2 separate regions of the Mus musculus genome follow, and region 1 is linked to region 2. The links are chromatin contacts, called in public HiChIP or PLAC-seq maps. All regions are on one chromosome and are shown on one strand. The core of a region is the stretch at or near the end of the contact, and the rest is flanking DNA. Distances in the headings are between cores, read along the strand shown. Region 1 holds the start of Il6st (interleukin 6 signal transducer). Region 2 overlaps Gpbp1 (GC-rich promoter binding protein 1).

Evidence for each region. HiChIP or PLAC-seq counts read pairs in DNA pulled down with a chosen protein or histone mark.
Region 1: a contact with region 2 is called in an H3K27ac HiChIP or PLAC-seq map of hepatocytes, with 6 times the contacts expected there. The contact joins the promoter of Il6st here to the enhancer-like site in region 2. A contact is called at or near these places in 8 of 39 promoter capture datasets (3T3-L1-derived adipocytes, the HPC-7 cell line, cranial neural crest and 4 more), 1 of 484 Hi-C or Micro-C datasets (liver) and 2 of 115 datasets of contacts at active chromatin or transcription factors (hepatocytes and pro-B cells).

The regions. Positions count from the first base shown.
Region 1 is chr13:112,460,276-112,465,531 of GRCm38.p6, forward strand. Il6st (interleukin 6 signal transducer) reads left to right here and starts at 3,795. Exons shown (of 17, transcript NM_010560.3): 1 at 3,795-3,975.
Region 2 is chr13:111,428,499-111,434,408 of GRCm38.p6, forward strand. Gpbp1 (GC-rich promoter binding protein 1) reads right to left here. Exons shown (of 13, transcript NM_028487.5): 12 at 5,050-5,152. Among named protein-coding and RNA genes, the nearest start is that of Gpbp1, 59 kb to the right of the region's middle. Within about 2 kb of position 2,898, at least 7 of the 459 cell types and tissues checked have an H3K27ac peak or open chromatin away from gene starts, as enhancers often do. A contact at or near this core is called in hepatocytes and liver, where this site is marked.

The sequences.
Region 1 (5,256 bases), core at 2,545-5,044, 1.0 Mb after region 2:
ACCTGCCCAGGGGAGTATGGGCATATGAACGAGGCAGAGGAAACCCTGTTCCTGGGGTGTTCACGCAGGAGCGCTCCCTAAACACCCCTTTACTGTCTTTGCTACAGTGTGACATTGATATCATAACACTGATATCATGAGTATTTGCTTACTTATATATCGTGTTATTCTTTTACTCCCTTGAGGAAAAAAAAATATATGTTTCTTTTCTAGACATATATCAGTGCAGGAACATAATTGACGGTAAATGTTTACTGAGGAAATAAACAGAACAGATTGAAATAATCAGCACCTCCCTAATTCCTGGAATTCATGTCCCCCAAAATAGCCCAATGCTTGATGTAATAATGTCAGTTTCCAGACGCAGATCTTAAGAAAAGTTTGATTGAATGTGAAATAATATTCCTTATGAACATTGTGTGCGTGTGTGTGTGTGCGTGTGTGTGTGTGTGTGTGTGTGTGTGTGTGTGTGCGCGCGCGCGCGCGCGCACGCGTGTGTGAGAAGGACCTTCCTTTTTGGGTGACAGAAGGGTACAGAGGAAATGGCTACATATCAACAGTAGTTGAATCCTACATGGGAAAGAAAAGTCAAGGATGCTCACAAGTGGTACTCCTGACCCTTCCCAAGAATAATGACATAGATTCCAACACTAAGAATAAGCACTAGGTACCGTCCAAGGGAAGAGAACATTGTTAGGAACTAGGCTGATAAGGCAAATACGGCCAAAGATCAAGGGAACTGAAGACCCTGGTGAGAGTATTGCTAAAATGGCTGATTATAAGTTTCTCATTGCTTAGGAAGATGAGAACAGGTAGGAAACAACTGATCAGCTCTGAGAACAAAGTCTCAACGTCACCTTGACTGCAGATTCCGTGGGAGTGAGCACAAAGGCTTACAGCTGTAGGTGGCTAAAGGTACTGAGAAGGAAACACAGCCCCAGGTTTAGGAGAGATGGCATCGTTTCTTTAGCTGACTGGGCTGGAGGCGTGGCTTTACCTGTGGACCGCTTGCATATACAATGAAGCTGATGATCTTTGGAAAGGGATGAGAAATGGTGAGCTCAGAGCAGTCAATGAATCATCAACTAGGAGGCTGCACTCATTAGATGACATTAGGGCGGGTGACCAACTACAAGACTGACACAGAGTTTCAGAAACATTCCAGGGCACAGACAAGGAATTATGCAGCTATCCCGGTCAGGGCCAGATTTAGGTAGACCAAAGCAGGTAAAGTTTGTCTTCCACATTTGTCACCTTCATCCTAGAGCATGTGTCATTAGTTTTGCTCACCTGTCCTACTCACAGAAGGAAGGTGGGGCATATGACACTCCTCTACCCAGTCTTCTCCCTATACGCTCTTCCACCAACTGGTACTTATTATCAACCATATTTAGAACCAACAAGATGTTACAACGGGAAACAAAACAAAACAAAACAAAAACCCATACATTGCAATGTTCAATGGGGATTTCTAGTGATTAACTCTTAACTAGAAAGGGGTTATTTCCGGACCAATATTCTATAGAGGGGTCTGGAAAATCAAGCAACTTCCACAGAGTGGGTGCGTCCTTCTTAGTGTCTTGCAGTTCTGAAAATTCTTCATCAAGCATTGATTTATCTTTTCTGTTTAGGATTGTTTGTCAAAGTTGTTGGTTTTCTTTTTCTTTTCATGTTTGTGTGTGCCTTTGTGAGTTTATGTGCACCATGTATGTGCAGGGGTCCCTGGAGATCAGAAGAGGATTGTTGGATTCCCTGGAACTGAACTTACATTGGCTGTGAGCCACCTGAGATGGGTGGTGGGAATTGAACCTGGGTCCTCCGCAAGAGCATCAGGCGTTTTAACTGCTGAGCCATCTCTCCAGTCCCTTTGCTCAGGATTTTAATCACTCTCACAAAGTGTGAGTTGCTGTGTGGCAAGGCTTGAGCTGAGCCAATACAGACAAAGTGATAAGTCATGTATGCGAGAGAGGCAGTATAGGCCTTCGGATTCCCCACCCATGGTCCAAGGCAGGTGAATCCATTATAAAACATTCACCTCCTTCTATCCACAACCACCTCAGATAAACAAACTTTTAAATAAATGCTGTAATGCAGAAAGGTCTACTGAGGTGCGATGGCAGAGGAGTCATTCGAGGACACCTGATATTTACTGAACAGTGCGTCAAACCCTCTCGCTGTTTTAAATAAGTTCATTCTTGCAACTTAGCAGGTCAGAACCGTCCTCCTCATTTTGCAGATGAAGAAACTCAAGACTTTTCCAAGGTCACAGCAATGGGAAGTAACAACCGTAGGATTTGCATTTAAATAGTCGTTCAGCAGACCTACTAAGCACCTTTGTAAGGTCTTCAATTGAACAAAGGCCCTTACAAGTCTTTTCCCTCCATTCGATCTTGTCACACCCTGAGCAAGAGACAAACACATCTTTAGCTTCAGCACATCAACCACTAGTGTGTTTGAGACTCTTTTAGCCAGGCCCTTGGCAGTGTTTTTTCAAACTAGCTGACCAACAGCTAAGGGGTCATAATTCAGAGCTGGGGGTATAGAGATGCAACAGAGGCAAGAAAAGGGGGAGGGAGGGGCAGAGAGCAAGACTGCAGTTTGATCCATTTGATCTCATCTGAATTGTCAATATAACAAAGAACTTTACAATGACTAATTAATGGGTATTTGTTTGCTCTGCAAATCATTATGTTAGCCTTTCTTCCAAAAGTCTCTAGCCTTCTCTCTTTTTTTTTTTTTTTGAGTCATTTCTTCACTTTTAAAAGTTTTTTATTGGGAATTGTATACAGTATATTTTTACCAGATTTTTTTTTTTTTTTTGCTGTTCCCTCAACTTCTCCCACACACCCCTCCATCCGTCCAGCTTCCTGTCATTTGTCTCCTTTAGAGCAAAACAAAAGGTAGATGTTGGGAATGAGAAAATCAATTTCCATCAGTGGAGTTACACTGATTATATATTATATCAATTGCACTCCAAGGGCGGGCTCCGTGCTCAGTAAAAGATAACCAATGCAAATTGGAGTGTTTCTTTACAGTTACACATCCCTTATCTTTTAAGTTTCTCAACTTGCTTGTATACACACTACACACATACACACATCACACACGTGCACTCACGCACATTGCAGCCTTAAGGTCGTTTTCCAATCAAGGGAAGGGTGGTGGATTACAATGAAATAGGTTTTTCCTTGGTATTTCTAATCACACATCAGGCGACTCAAACCGCAAAAAGATAACAGTTTCTTGGCAGGTCACCAGTTCACGGATCAATCAATGACACCCAAACTCATTTACTAACAACAACAAAAATTGCACAGTAGCAAGGTTCGTTTACTTAAGCCTGGGTCCGAAGCGGTCACTATGGGCGAGTACAGTCAGGGCCACTAAGTCCTGCCCTGTCCCCAGGGAGTTCCCTTGCCTCCAGAGTCCCAAGGGCCTCCTAGCAGTCGCCGGAGGCTCGCAGGCCCTCTGGGGAAGACAGCCCAGGGAGACAGCCGAGGTCCGGGGAGAGGGGTCGCGGGAGGCACCTGGGTTGCTGTCCGCGACCCATTACCCTAGAGAAAATGGAACTTTCCGTTCCGGCCACCCACCCAAGTGCGGCGGGGAAGCCTTCGATCTAGTCTAGGAAAGGCGACCAGGCTCAGCCTCCGGAATCCCGGACGCCGGGAGCCGCGTTACGGGAATCGCAGAGGCCTGCAGTCCCGCCCCTTCGTCTCCGGCGACCCGGAGCCAATGGCCGCGCGCTCCGAGACTGACCAGAGCCAATGAGCTCGCGGTCTCTGGCTCCGGGGGGCGGGGCCGTGGGGGGCGGAGCTAGGAGAGCCCGGGTCAGCGGCGGACGGAGGGTGGCGTGTGCGGTCGGGAGGCCAGAGCTTCGAGCCATCCGGGCTGCGGCTCCGCTGAGGGACCGGTGGTGTGGGCCGGGATCCGCGGGGCTGAGGGACGCTCAGGAGCGGCGAGGCTCGCGTCCGGAAGGTGAGAAGAACAGGGCCCCGGCGCGGGAGGGTGCGGGTTGCCTGGAGCGGCCGCCACCTGGCACCCGAGGCCCAGCGGGGCCGGGCTGGACCGGCGCCGAGCGCACGCCCGGAGCTGGTCGGGCTGGCCTGGGAATCCCCGCATTCCTTCCCTCCCCGCTCCGGGCTCCGACTTCCCTGATGTTGTCACCCGCCTTCTCCAGCCGCGTTCCTGACGCACAGTTCCGAAGCCCCCGCCCCAAAGTCCTCTCGGGATCGCGCGTCCTGGGTGACCGCGTCCTGCGTTCTTCCAGTTCCCGTGCCGTGCTCCCTGATCCTACTCTGGACATGGCCCTAGAAAGTGTGGTCTTCTGTGTCCCGTGAAATGCTACCGTTCCCTGCTCTTGATGTTTCTTAATCCAGAGCGAACTTTTCACCCAGACATCTTAACATTTAGGCGTTAATGAAAGTCCAGTGTTTATAAATATTAACTTTCCCTTCGGTCCGTACCCTTCCTAATAAATCCCGCGTGCCTTTACATCCCGAGAGCAAGCCCATCATCGGTCTTTAGATTTTCACCTCCTCCCCTAAGCGTAAACGTGTCCCCTTCTCCAGCTGGCAGGGGGCTCTCTTTTGGATGAACAACCAAAATTCAGAAACTCAAAGCAAACATAATATAAAGGGCTTGGTCCACTTCTGTTCTTGTCATTTTTCCATTAAGAAGAAACTCGTTTTGGCTTAATTTGTATAGTTATTGGACATTACAGCAGCTGTACTGCTTAAAAGTAGTCAGTGAGTGCTGGAATGTCAGCGCGAATCTTCTGAAAAATCTTTGGTCTGGTCAGTGTTGTAAACAAACTCTTTTAGACCGTGTGTGACTGACTGACTGCCAGCTTCCAGTTGGAACGACTCTTAATTTGAAATTACTGACACATTATCAGGGGATGATCGTCATCGTCTTAATTTTCCAAGTTTGTGTTTATATTTATCATTGGGAATTATTTTTGAGCTCTGATCTGGAATGCTACATTTGTAGGACTAATCTGCTAGTCGGTTAAATTCTGTTTTCCACAGGTTTCTGGGGGTGGGGTGTGTGTGTGTTCATTTGCTTCTACTCACAAGAGAAAGAGAGAGAAAAAATTACAGTGGGGGAAAGGTCAGCTAAGGATAAACTTTATAGTAGAAATTTGTATTGTTGGCATTAGTGATTTAGAATATTACAAATACTGTTACCCGCTCATTTAAAGCAACATTCTTATGTAACTGGGCATTTTGTTCTGTTTTATTTATGACTTTGTGTTTT
Region 2 (5,910 bases), core at 1,648-4,147:
AACCAAATAAGTCAGCCAAACTTGAGTTCAAATTCTAATTGCTTTTCTCATAAACTTACAAGCTGTAGTCTTCTATCCAGCAGTAATAATAATAGTATCTACACCATAACAATAACTTACAGAAGCACTGTTAGGAAACACTTAGCATGGCACCTAGTGTAAATTATGAGCTAGTTAACAATCGTTGTTAAGAACCTTTAAAAGCTTTCCACCCAATTCTCTTTCTGATACTTTGAGCCCAACAAAAATATATTTTCTAACTTTTTTGCCTAATTTACATCTTGCTCCGGCAATATCATTCATCTTTTATCTTATCTGTCAAAAGCCAATTCAAATCTAACTTCTTAAATATTGCTAAGTCATTGCAAGTGGAACTATGTCCACATTAACCACTACAGGGGAAGAATTCTGAAAGAGGGAACATTTTTCTTAACAGTCTGTAATGATAATAGGCACTCAAGAAGGTCTTCATTTTGCATTTCTCCATCACCCCACTCACTCCTCTTTGGTCCTCATCAGCAACATTTAGAACTATTATCACAACCTGATTTACATAGGAATTTATATATTCTCACTAACTGGAGAAAGGAGTGCAACTCTAGACATTTAAACATATCTGAGCACTCAGTATATATTTGCTGAAAGAATGTTTAAACCCAGAACCATTAAGTTCCAACTCTGTTATCAGGAATAATACTAATTCTTTTTATAAACAATATCTTTAATTTTTCGGGTACCTAGTTATCAAATGTTTCATAGTATTTAACATAAACATGCTTTTATCATTAGTTCAAAAATATAGACTCTATGTATGTTTTACTAGCTTCAAATTCACAATATGGGAAAATAGTATCTTAGTTATTTTATTATCAAAATGGTTTAGCTACCTGCCTCAGTTATCACACGGTGTTAGAGTCAATTATCTTGGTAATATACTATCTTCGGAATACTACCCATAGCAAGAGTACTAGGTACATTTTCGATGATACTTTTCTTTAAACTCCAAGTGTTCCAGATGGAGGTAGCTTAGCTGTAGAGCGCTAGCTTAGCATCATGTACTGTAGAGAGGAGCTAACTTCCGTACAACAGACACCACATGAGTAAGTGGATGCCAGGGCCTGGACTGGATATAAAGACTGACTACAAAGGCAAATGGAAAACATCTAAGAAATATTGATTTAATATAACAAGGTTACAGTATATAAAAATCAGCACAGAAAAGTCAGATGTTTCTAAAAGAATGAACACTGATAACAACTAAATGAAAACTGATTAGAAGTCAATTCCATTTGTACAATGATTAAAGTTCACAAAGAGGTTTAAAATCTGATATACTCCAAACCCACACCAAACCATCCATCCCATGCTCATAGTTTGGAAGATTTAACTTTGCTAAGATATAAACATTACCCCAAATGTTTACAGATTCAACGAAATCCCATTTGAAACAATGGCATTTGTTAAGGGGCAGCAGGAAAGGGGGAATCCAACCTTCTACTAGAACAGGGCAGGGTAGACAAAAGAGTAAGGATTGGGTAGGGATATGATCAAACTTACTACATGCACGTATAAAAATCTCACCATGAAACCACTAGTTGTAATTTACATATATTAATATAAAAGGGTTTTTTTAAAATAGATATAGAGAAGCCAGACAATAGTGGCATGCACTTTCAATGCCAGCACTTGGGGAGTAGAAGCAGGTGAATCTGAGTTCAAGGTCAGTCTGGTCTACAGAGCGAATTTCAGGGCAGCCAGGGACACAGCAAAGAAACCCTGTCTTGGGAGGGGGTGGGGAGAGAGATATAGAGAGTCAAAGAAAATTCACTATAAAATTTACATGGAATATGAAGAGACCACAAAACAATCTTTTAAAGCAAAGTTATGAGACCTTCCTGACTTTTAAAAATTACCACAAAAATAGTTCTAAAAACAGTGTAGTTAAAACTTAACAAATGCAGAGTATTTGCCTGGCCAGCACTGCTTAGTGATCCTCACCACTGCATGAACTAGGCATGGTAAATAGAATAAGCCTGCTATTTCAGCACACCAAGAAACCCAACCTAAGTTGAAGGTCATCCTCCCAGACTACAAGGCAACCAGTGCTAAAGCCTGTCTTTATTTTTTTTAATTTAAAAAAAAAAAAAAAAGACTCAAACTGACAGACCAAAGAAATGGAGAGCCCAGAAATGAAACCCAAGTGTAGCTTGGGTACCTGCTACTTATCTATTTAAAAAATTTTTATAGCATTTAGTAGGTTCTCTCCTTATACCAAAGGGTCAAACTCAAGTTACCAGGTTTGATGGCAACTGTGTTTATCTGCTAAGCCATCGATCTCACTGGGCCTGGCCAGATCAGAAATAAATAAATAAATAAATAAATAAATAAATAAATAGCCACATTGCTCACGCCATAGCCTCCTATCCTTAAGTTGTCAACACTCGGTCACAGTAACACCAAAAGCCCCTTAATACCCATGTAAGGTTGGACCTTTAGTGTATACTATTATAAAAAGAAAACCTAAACACTAAGATCTAAAACTTGAAAGAGACGAAAAGCTTCAAAAGTTTAATCCAAAGTACAAGCACCAAAAACCTTAAATAAATAAATAAATCAGACTAAATCAAAGTATTTTCATAAACTGAGCTACAACCAAAAGCTAGGGTGCTTTTTGCCCAGCATGTACAAGGCTCCAGTCTTGATCCTGCCACACCATCCCTTCCCCCAGTCAACAAGATAAAAAGGCCTAATGTTTACAACATATAAAAAAACTCAATGACAAAATCTGATAGAGGTGACTCAAAGGTTAAAATGAAAAGCACTGGCTGCTCTTCCAGGGGACAGAGGTTCTAGTTATTTATCCACATGGTGGCTCACAAGCATAACTAACTCCAGTTCTAAAGGAGTCAATGACCTTTGCTGGCACACACACACACATAGATGGAAGGGAGTGGAGGATGTCGCAGTGATATGACATGGGTTGGCCTTGGGTATGACCTCCAGCATGGGGTGGGTGGAAGAGTGAGCTAGGAAAAAAAAACATCATTTGAATAGAAATTTACCCAAAGAAGTTAAGTTACACAAATGGAATTCAAGCCCATGAAAAGATCAAATTTCATCGTGGTAGATTGAATGAGAGTACCCAATTAAATTTGAAGGTCCCAGCTGCTGAAACGTTTGGGAGGATTAACAAGTATAGCATTGTTGGAGTACAACGTGGGCCACTGGGGCTGGGCTTTGAGGTTTAAATAAAAAAAAATGCATGTCACTCTCAGTTTCTTTCTCCACCCTCCCCTCCTCCCCCACCCCTTTCTATTTTAATGTAAGGATGTAAGCTCTGAGTTACTGCTCCAGGACAACCATGCCTACCTGCCACCCTATCCCCTACCATCCTCATCATGAACTCTAAACCCCTGAAAAAAACTATGAATTCCAAATAAACTATCCCTACCATGAGTGCCCTTGGCCATAGTATCTTATCACAGCAATAGGAAAGTAACTAAGACACTAGTCATTAGAGAGACATTTACTGAAACTACTAAGTTACCACTTATACTGTAAGAGAAAGACACATAGAAAAGTATGAAGAAGAGAAACTGGAACTCCTGTACTGTTAGCAAGAAGTGTAAAATGGTATATTCCACGGGAAAATAGCATAAGGGTCTCTCTGAAAGCTTTCTTATATTGTTATTTCTAAATTATTTTTGTTTAATGTGCATGTGTGAGTTCTTGCATGAACATCTGTGCACTATGACATGCCTAGTACCCAGAAGAGGTCAGAAGAGGTCAGAAGCAGCAATGGAGTCCCATTACTGGAGTTGCATACATGCCTATAGGCCATTGTCAAGATACCCAGAGTGAGTACTGGGAAGTGAACATGGGTCCTCTGCAAAAAGCTCTTAACACTGAACCATCTCTGCAGTCCCTAGATAGATCTACTATAAAATGTACATGTGATGGAGGACAATACACACGGGCTCGGTTCTCTCCTACCCAGCAGGTCCTAGTGATCCAACACAGGTCTTCAGACTTTGTGTCAAGTACCTTTACCTACTTGGTCATCATGTAACCCATAAAATTTTCCTTTATAAAGTGTGTCTATCAGTCTGTGTGTCATATGTGTATGCAACACATATGTAATTCACTTGTGGTCAGTTCTATCCTTCCATCATGTGAATTTTTTTAAATTTGTTTTTATGTGATCTTTTGTTTGCATGTATATCTGTGTGGGGATGCCAGAGCCCCTAGAACTGGAATTATTAAGTGCTGGGAATTGAACTCAGTTCCTCTGGAAGAACAGCCAATGCTCTTAGCTACTGAGCCATCCCTACAGCACGCCACCATGTGGATTTTGAGTATCAAAGTCAGGTTTTCAGGTTTGGTGGTAAGTGCCTTGACCTATTATCATAACCAGGGCCCAACTTTTTTGTTGGAAATGGATGGTGGTGATAGTTGCAAACAAAAAATATATTTAAGCCACTGGGGGGGGGGGGGGGATCAGTAAATTTTATGTAGTTTTAATGCAATTTTTGAAAGTACAATGAGGATAAAGTCTACACTCAAATTATTATGACTGCTTCATGAATGACTCCATTCAAAATATTTAGGCAATGTTTCTAAAGGTCACAATACCGACCATAGTATTTCTGTATAGAAAATCAGTTATATATGGTAACTATTTTTTAATCTATTATGGATTAAGAAAAATAATGCTCTAGCAAATATTTCCTAATAACTCAAAAGTAAAGGATAGAGACCAAAAACAAGATAGTTTAGTATATTAAATATTCTTTTTTCAAAGGATCAAAGACAAAGTTAATTAAAATTTGTCACTCATGTCATATAACCAAATCAAAAGTTTGGAAAACAAGACTTTGGAAGCATTTTGTTCACCTAGATACTGAATACACAAGAAGTCACTGCAGATTTGTCTCAAAGGGAATTCTGGCCTATGTAGTGTGATGGATAGTAAATTTCTAAACAAATAAAATTTAAACTGTCCCACCAGCCATGTTTCCCTGTGATTTGGTTAGGCTCAGATGTTCTTACCTGTTCACTAATAACTTGGAATTCTCTCATTTCATCCTCAGTTAAGGGAGCACATGTTTCATCATTTTCACTGTCTTCCTGCCAGCCCATTTCTTTTAATAATCTGCAAAGAAGGAAAACATGCTTAATTTAGAGCTACACCTAGGTTGTGTAATTATTACCTTTATCCTATATAGAAGAAAACATGATCCACAATCTATTATATACAGTCCCCAAGATACAAAATAACTTCTGAGTTTATTTTCTTAAAAATGAGTTATTGATCAAGTAAACCATATTTGGTAATAAGAAAGAATGAACTGCCTAATTGCTTAGATCTTTAGGGACAAGGTTCTCTAAGCTGGAAATATGCAACAGGGAGAGTCAAAAATAAAAATGACAAATCCTTGTAGCAACAGTAGTAATAATGCCACTTTTGCTGCTTCTTAAATGCCACCACAATCCAACAAATTCTCAACTAATCATTAGGACTTCCACTTGAGAGCGTGTAAGTCTCATCTATACTTCACTCTGCAACAGCTATCTATGTTGAATGTATGTCACCATCCTCAGGACACAATTCAATCTAAAACAGAGTAATTATGTGCAACAGTAACGGAAAACCTCTCAACTTATATAGCTATAGTGGAAAGAAAATGCTTCCATTTTAGGAAAAGAAAGCTAAGAAGACTAACAGAGAACTAACTGTTATGACTTGGGCAAGCATACCACACATGAGGCACTAACTTTAAATGTTCTGCTTCTTTTAAGGCCAATTTTAAGGCAATTTTTTAAAAAACGCACTCCACTCCTTAAAAGTATTTCTGATATTTCTATTTGCCTATCTTACAATTTGCATCTATCACATACCAAGTTATTATA